Linked DNA regions of Sus scrofa: region 2 is linked to region 1. Evidence: chromatin contacts called from public HiChIP or PLAC-seq data. All regions are on one chromosome and are shown on one strand. Each heading gives the region's core, a stretch centred on a gene start, on an enhancer-like site or on the middle of the called end of the contact. The rest is flanking DNA. Distances are from core to core; before and after follow the strand shown. Region 1 has its middle 14 kb from the start of ERBB3. Region 2 holds the start of ZC3H10 (zinc finger CCCH domain-containing protein 10).

The links. HiChIP or PLAC-seq counts read pairs in DNA pulled down with a chosen protein or histone mark.
Region 2: a contact with region 1 is called in an H3K27ac HiChIP or PLAC-seq map of alveolar macrophages. The contact joins the promoter of ZC3H10 here to the enhancer-like site in region 1. A contact is called at or near these places in 2 of 5 promoter capture datasets (fetal skeletal muscle and liver), 16 of 47 Hi-C or Micro-C datasets (adipose tissue, alveolar macrophages, blood and 10 more) and 2 of 2 datasets of contacts at active chromatin or transcription factors (alveolar macrophages and skeletal muscle).

Annotation. Positions count from the first base shown.
Region 1 is chr5:21,458,648-21,462,617 of Sscrofa11.1, forward strand. No RefSeq gene overlaps it. Among named protein-coding and RNA genes, the nearest start is that of ERBB3, 14 kb to the right of the region's middle. Within about 2 kb of position 1,789, at least 7 of the 83 cell types and tissues checked have an H3K27ac peak or open chromatin away from gene starts, as enhancers often do. A contact at or near this core is called in alveolar macrophages, where this site is marked.
Region 2 is chr5:21,504,327-21,508,296 of Sscrofa11.1, forward strand. ZC3H10 (zinc finger CCCH domain-containing protein 10) reads left to right here and starts at 2,184. Exons shown (of 6, transcript XM_003126269.6): 1 at 2,184-2,290; 2 at 2,404-2,428; 3 at 2,822-2,844; 4 at 3,114-3,961.

The sequences.
Region 1 (3,970 bases), core at 539-3,038:
CAGAATCGAGGGTGCTGTATGTCTTCCCCCAAGGCTTTATAATATATTTAGAACAGTCTGGGGGCTGTGGGTGCACCCCCAACTCCCAGTGGTGGCGGGATATTTACACAGAGCTGGGTGGTGTTGGTTGTGCCAAGCCTCTCCCTGCAGCTAAGGGACTGGGAGCACTGACAGGGAAGTGTGGCCCCACAGCCCCTAGGGGTGGGCACCTGCCCTGTCCCTCAGCTGTCTGGAACGTGACCCAGAGGCACTGACATGGGGTTGTGACCCCACACCCAAGAGGGAGCAGACTGTACAGCAGTGAGCAGGGGGCTGCCCACTCCCAGGGCAAGCAGGGGACTCAGGGCAAAAGAACCTGAGTGAGGAGGAGAGGAACCTCAGGGAAGGCCCTGCAGCCTCATTCACTTGGCAGGGAACCCCAAGTGACTGCAGAATGCCACCCCTCACCCACCCTACCCCCACCTGGATGCCCAGCTCCTTCAGGCCAGGGAGAAGCCCAAGGCACTTGTCAGAACAGCAGGTGGGGCACTTGGAGCTACTCCAGGTGGCTGGAGTAAAAAAGTGCCCTCCTGGAGGTGTGGGTGAGGCCCTTGGAGCACAGGCACAGGCTGGCAGGCAGGAGCTCTCTCCAGGCCCTGGTCAGCTCTGACTGGCAGCAGGTGGGAAGAGAGGGGACCTGGCATATTCTTATCATGAGAAAACTCCCCTCAGTGGGTTACTCTGATGCATGGTTCATATAGGAAAGGCAGAATAAAAAAATAAAAAATAAAATAAAGGAGTTCCCATTGTGGCTCAGTGGTTAATGAATCCGACTAGGAACCATGGGGTTGCGGGTTCAATCCCTGGCCTCGCTCAGTGGGTTGAGGACCCAGCGTTTCCATGAGCTATGGTGTAGGTCGCAGACATGGCTTGGATCCGGCGTTGCTGTGGCCCTGGCATAGGCCAGCAGCTGTAGCTCTGATTGGACCCCTAGCCTGGGAACCTCCATAATGCCAAAAGACAAAAAAAAAAAAAAAAAAAAGCAAATGCAAAATAAATGTTTGAAACTTTATCAAGTGTTTTCGAAATAATGGGTTTGTTCCCTATTATCTTCCACTGATGACTAATTTATATTTCTTGAAGGAACATTATGAACTCATGGTTTAATTCTGTTTAATGTGCCCCAATCCATGGTGGTTATTACCTTAATGACACAGGGATGGTTACCTTGGGATTCTATTCAGGTTTGGCTCTTCAATTCTTCTCATAGAAACTTGGTAATCTTTGATAGTTTCTCCAGTTCTCTCTTCAATCCACCATAAATCAGGTTGAATTCCCACCCCTTGAGAAAAATTTGTCTTGTTAAAGTCATCAAAAGAAACAAACAAACAAGGAAGTTCCCGTGGAGGCCCAGTGGAAACGAATCCAACTAGGAACCATGGGGCTGCGGGTTTGATCCCTGGCCTCACTCAGTGGGTTAAGGGTCTGGTGTTGCCGAGAACTGTGGTGTAGGTCGCAGACTTGGCTTGGATCCTACATTGATGTGGCTCTGGCGTAGGCTGGTGGCTATAGCTCCGATTATATCCCTAGCCTGGGAACCTCCATTTGCCGTGGGTGCGGCCCTAAAAAGACAAAAAGACAAAAAAAAAAAAAAATTAAAAGCCTCCATATGTGATCAAATCCCTGGCCGTTTTGTTTTGTTTTGTTTTGTTTTTGCTTTTTAGGGCCACACTCTAGGGAGCTCCCAGGCTAGGGGTTGAATCAGAGCTGCAGCTGCTGCCCTATGCCCCAGCTCATAGCAACGCCAGATCCTTGACACGCTGAGGGAGGCCAGGGAACAACCCACTTCCTCATGGATACTGGTTGGGCTTATTACTGCTGAGCCACAACAGGAATTTCCCCTGGCCAGTTCTTTTTTTTTTTTTTTTTAAATTGCCTTTTTAGGGCCACACCCACAGCATATGGAGGTTTCCCAGGCTAGGGGTTGAATCAGAGCTGTAGCCATTAGGCTACACCACAGCCACAATGACGTCAGATCTGAGCCGCTTCTGCAACCTGCACCACAGCTCACGGCAACATTGGATCCTTAATCCACTGAGCAAGGCCAGGGATCAAACCCACGTCCTCATGGATGTTAGTCAGATTCCTTAACCATTGAGCCACTATGGGAACTCTGAAATCTACCAAACATTTAAAAAACTGACACAAGGCGTTCCCGTCTAGTGGCCTAGCAGTTAAGGATCTGGTGTTGTCACTGCTGTGGCTTGGGTTCTATCCCTGGCTCAGGAACTTCTGTATGCCATAGGCACAGTCAAAAAAGAAAAAAAAAAAGCTGTTATCAGTCCTTCTCAAACTCTTAAGAAGAGAAGGAAGGAATAGGAGAGAGAAAAATGCCTAACTCATTCTATGGGGCCAACATTACCCCAATACAAAAATCAGGGAGTTCTGTTGTGGCTCAGCAGTAACAAACTTGATGAGTATCCATGAGGCTATGGGTTCAATCCCTGGCTTCGTTCAGTGGGTTAAGGTTCTGGCGTGGCTGTGGCATAGGCAGGTGGCTACAGCTCCAATCTGACCCCTAGCCTGGGAACTCCCATATCCCGCTGGTGTGGCCCTGAAAGACAAAATAAATAGATAAATAAATACAATTTTTAAAAAGTTTTAAAAAGACAGGAAAAGAAATTCACAAGAAAAAAAATTAATGATCAGTGTCATTCAGTGTATTAATAGTGCTGTGCAACCACCACCTCTAAAACATTTTAATCACCCTCAAATCAAATGCCATATCCATTAGGCAGTTACTCCCTGTACCCTCCTATCCCTCTCCTTGGCAACCCCAGTCCTTCTGTTTTTATGCATTTTCCTATTCTGGATAATTTATATAAATAGGATCAAACAGGAATTCCTGCTGTGGCACCGTGGGTTAATGATCTGGCTTGTCCCAGGCCCGGCGAGGTAGGTTAAGGATCCAGCATTGTTGCAGCTCTCGCATAGGTCACAGCCGTTTGTATGACTGAAAGAGGATAAAAAAGGTGTGTGGAGGAGAAATCAAACAATATGAGGGAGTTCCCGTCGTGGTGCAGTGGAAATGAATATGACTAGGAACCATGAGGTTGTGGGTTCGATCCCTGGCCTCACTCAGTGGGCTAAGGATCCGGCGTTGCCATGAGCTGTGGTGTAGGTCGCAGACGCAGCTCAGATCTGGCATTGCTGTGGCTGTGGCATAGGCTGGCAGCAACAGCTCCGATTCAACCCCTAGCCTGGGAACCTCCACATGCTTCGGGTATGGCCCTAAAAAAGACAAAAACCAAAAAAAAAAAAAAACCATTGTGGGATTTTTCATGCCTGGCTTTCTTTCACTTACAGTAATATTTTCAAGGTTTATTTGCATAATAGCATGTATCAATATTTCATTTTCTGTAACAGGAAAACTGAATATTTTACCATTAGGAAGACCTCTGTTCAGTCCCAAGTTTTTTTTTCCCAGTGCAGGCCTGTCCCTATACTTGTGTACAAAGGTATAGTTATACAACCCCTTAGATTTGGTTAGTATGTTATGCTATGTTCACGTTGCACCCTTAAATCTCTGTCCTTTTTTTTTTTTTTTTTTTTTGTCTTTTTGCTATTTCTTGGGCCGCTCCCGCGGCATATGGAGGTTCCCAGGCTAGGGGTTGAATCGGAGCTGTAGCCACCGGCCTACGCCAGACCCACAGCAACGAGGGATCTGAGCCGCGTCTGAGACCTACACCACAGCTCACGGCAACGCCGGACCCTTAACCCACTGAGCAAAGGCAGGGACCGAACCCGCAACCTCATGGTTCCTAGTCGGATTCATTAACCACTGCGCCACGATGGGAACTCCAAATCTCTGTCTTTATTTCAAGAATCTGAGCATAAGGTGTGGCCAGCATTGTGAGTGAAATTTTCAGTGTTAATAAAATAGTATTATACTCCCCCAAAAAACTTACCATTAGGTATAATATTTGCTATA
Region 2 (3,970 bases), core at 934-3,433, 46 kb after region 1:
TTTACTGCAAAAAAAAAAAAAAGAACACTTGGGAGTTCTCTTGTGGCACAGTGGGTAAGGAGCCAGCATCACTGCAGCGACTTGAGTTGTTGCTGTGGCAGTTTCCATCCCTGGCAAGGGAACTTTCCACATGCCACAGGTGCAGCCAGAAAGAAAAAAATAATAACTATGCAAGTGTTTTTTCTTGACTTAGGAAGCCAGGAAGAATGCCTTTAGAATTAGGCAATTTTTCAGGGCCAGTCTGAGATTGGGTGGCAATTTATTAGAGCATTTTACACTGGAGGCATTGTGGATTTGAAGATACTATACTGAATAAAACCATATAGAGCTTATAGACTAGAAAGCAACAGGTGAAATCATAGTGGACTTGATACAAAGTAATTCTGCTGGTGTTTTGTTTGTTTGTCTTGTTTTTCTTCCCATTTTTGGCTGCCCCAGGGCATGCAGAGTTCCTGGGCCAGGGATCAGATCCAAGCTGCACTATAGACCTAAGACCCAAGCCACAGCCGCTGTAACTCGGGATCCTTTATCCCTTGTGCTGGGCCAGGGCTTGAACCTGCATCCCAGCTCTCCCAAGACGCCACCAATCCCACTGTGCCACAGAGGAAACTTTTTTTTTTTTTTAATGCATGCACCAGCGGCATATATAAATTCCTGGGCCAGGGATTGATTCCAAGCCACAGCTGCAGCAATTCTGGATCCTTTAATCCTCACCCAGGGATGGAACCTGGATCTTTGCAGCAACCTGATCTGCTGTTGCTTTTTTTTTTTTTTTTTTGTCTTTTTGCCACTTCTTGGGCGGCTCCTGCAGCATACGGAGGTTCCAAGGCTAGGGGTCTAATCGGAGCTGTAGCTGCCAGCCTACGCCAGAGCCACAGCAACGCAGGATCCGAGCTGCGTCTGCGACCTACACCACAGCTCACAGCAACGCCGGATCGTTAACCCACTGAGCAAGGGCAGGGACCGAACCCGCAACCTCATGGTTCCTACTCGGATTCGTTAACCACTGCGCCACGACAGGAACTCCCGCTGTTGGATTCTTAACCCACTGCACTGGGGCAGGAACTCTTAGGGTTTTTATTTTTGTTTTCAAAAACTTATTCCATTCTAGGAGCTCCCCTGGTGGTGCAGTGGGTTAAGGATCTGGCGTTGTCACTGCAGTGGCTCAGGTCGCTGCTGTGGCCTGCCTGGCCTAGGAACTTCAACTTTTGCATGCAGTGGGCGGGGCCAAAAAACCAAAAACTTACATTCTGATGGAGATAATACTAAAACCACCTAAGCACTTGGAACAAGGGTCCTAAATTTAGATATTTTTTTTTCCAGAGCTAAAAAGGGGAAAGGTTATAAAAGGAAACCACTAAAAAAAAAGGATTATAATAAGCCTTTACTGTATTTTACAGTGAATAAGGCGAAGTCTGCATGATTAAAGGTTCCCTTTCATCCTAACTCAAGTTTCCTGTAACCAAATCTTTGGGAGTCTTTTTCTGGGTGCTTCTGACCCAATCATACGAGGAGACTGGCAAGTTATCTTACCATCAAATACCATTCTTGTCCTAAAGAAATGTCTAGCCGATCCTAGCTAGCTTCCCTTCTGTTCTTTGATTTGATCTTCACGTTGTGTAGAGGGAGAATCACTTAAGTATATTCTAAGCCAGATGCTTTGTGGCCAGGAATCTAGTGACATTCTGCCTCAGGCGTTGGAGTTGGCTAGAAAAAGAGTTGATCTATCTTAAATAGTGCCAAAGGTCTCTGTAGTATGACAAGCTTTCTCGACTCCCCACTTTACATCCTTCCACGTTCTGGAATCTTAGAACCTTTGGAAGTTCCGAAATAGAATCTCCCTGCAGCAACTTAGGTTCAGAACATAAGGCAAACCAGTTTTTGTAAACTCTGCATCTATCCACAGTAAAATGGAGGGTGTCGCCGGGAAACTGCAACTCCCATGAAGCAATGAGAGGGAAGACGGAAGTCACTAACCTACGCTTTTCTGCACTTCTGGGTCTCTTACTGGAAATACATGCTCATATTTAAATAATATAGTATCCTTATAATAAAACCTGGGGAAGGGAAATTTTGTAACTCACACTCAAAATAGTCTATTTTCCAAGAGAACTGTCCCAACTCAAACACTTACCACGAACCCAAAGGGCCAAAAGCTATTGTTATTACCCTCCCGCAGCCCCGCCCCTGGGGGCAGGGCGAGACCACGGAAGTGACGACACCGAGCATTGCATTAAATATCCGTAGGCGGGCCCCTAGCGCTCTCTCGGCCTTAGCGCCATCTTCTGAGGTGAGTCTCGGTTTGGGCTCTCTCCGGTTCCGAGTACAATCCGTAAACATCTGATCTCTGCGATTGCCATCATTACAGCGAACTAACTGTAGACTTTTTTTCTTTACCCGTAGAAACCTCCGCGCCATGAGAGCGAAGGTAAGCAGTCCCCGTTAGTGAGCTGAGGCTCTAAGAATTGGCAGTTGCAGGGGAGACCCAGGCAAGGGAAGTCCGCCATCGTTCTCGGATCGCTAGGTTCTCAAGGGTGCCCAAGAGCTGGTGGGACAGGGAGGATAGTTTGGGGAGAAGCAGAAGCTGGGAGTTAAGTGGGGGTGGAGAGCGGGAATAGGATAGCGCATGCGGGATTGGGGTTTTACAGCGGGGATCCGGGTGGGAGTCCAAGTTGTTGATGTGATTACTGCGACTAAGTCCTCCTAAGTGGTTAAACCTGTCTGGTTAAAAATTACACTATTTATATTCCTCCCTAAACTCGTTGCTACAACTAATGATATCTCGTTTTATTCTCTGCTTCTGGTTGTGATCGGTTGACAGTGGAGGAAGAAGCGAATGCGCAGGTATGCTGAGACTGCAAGTACAGGGTGGGGGAACTGGAGCACACCTTGGGCGAAGCTTGGGAGGAACATTTGGTTTAGAAATCTAAACAGCTTAAGATGAAAAACATGAGCATTGACTTGGCAAAACCAGGGATTGGACACAAGAGGATAGAACCGTAGTGTTCGTTGATTTTTTTTACCCACCCCTTGTATGGTATGCACATTTTAGATGGGAGGGAAAGAAGATTGGGTTTGTGGGCAGGAGGTGCATTCTCGTGTCTGGTTTTCAGGCTGAAGCGCAAAAGAAGAAAGATGAGGCAGAGGTCCAAGTAAACTTGTACACCGTGGAAGCCACAGGAGCAGAAACGAAATCCCAGAGGCCAGGGACGTTGGTACAATTTGTTGGACTGCATGCCTTCTGTCTAGAACTTGTCTCAATGGATCTATAACAACTTTTCGCCGTTCTGATCGCCTGGACCACTCTGAGACCCACCTTGCTCATATCAAAATGGTCCCTTTTGGTTTTTTGCCCTGGACCTGTGACTTTCTGGACTAGTTCTGTTCTCAGTTGTGGCTGAATGTAACACGTGTACAATAAATTATCTGCTGTTTTAGCTGAAGAAAAAAAGTCATCTTGTCTGTTGATGTGGTTTTTATGGTTCATTGGCTGGGGTGTTCTGTATGAGTACTCGCTTTAGAGAATATCTACACTGAGTCGGGGGTGCGGGCCCCGCCCCTGGCCGACTGGTTCTGGACCCTGGGAGTTGCTGGAGTGTTGGGTGGCTCTTATTTCCTGGAAAGGGCGTTACACACGTCAGGGACCGCTTTCAAGTTGATTTCGCCGGCGTGTGGGCAAACAGTTCCGCTCATCGTCCGAAAGGGCTACATTTGCTACGTCCCGCGCTTGGGGCTCTTTGCTGTGCTGTTGGGTCCGGTTGCCATGGTGACACGCAAAGCCTGCTGGGAACTTCCTGCGGCTAATCGCGCAAGTGCTTCGTGAGCCATAGAGTATAGTTCCGGGTCTGGCGGCTAGAGCGTCATTTCTTCCGCAGGAAGCGGAAGGGCGATAGGGTAGGCGGCTCTTTGTCGAAGCTAGAGGACCGGCAGGCGGCAGCAGCAACTACGGCGGCGGCGGCAGGTGAGGGAG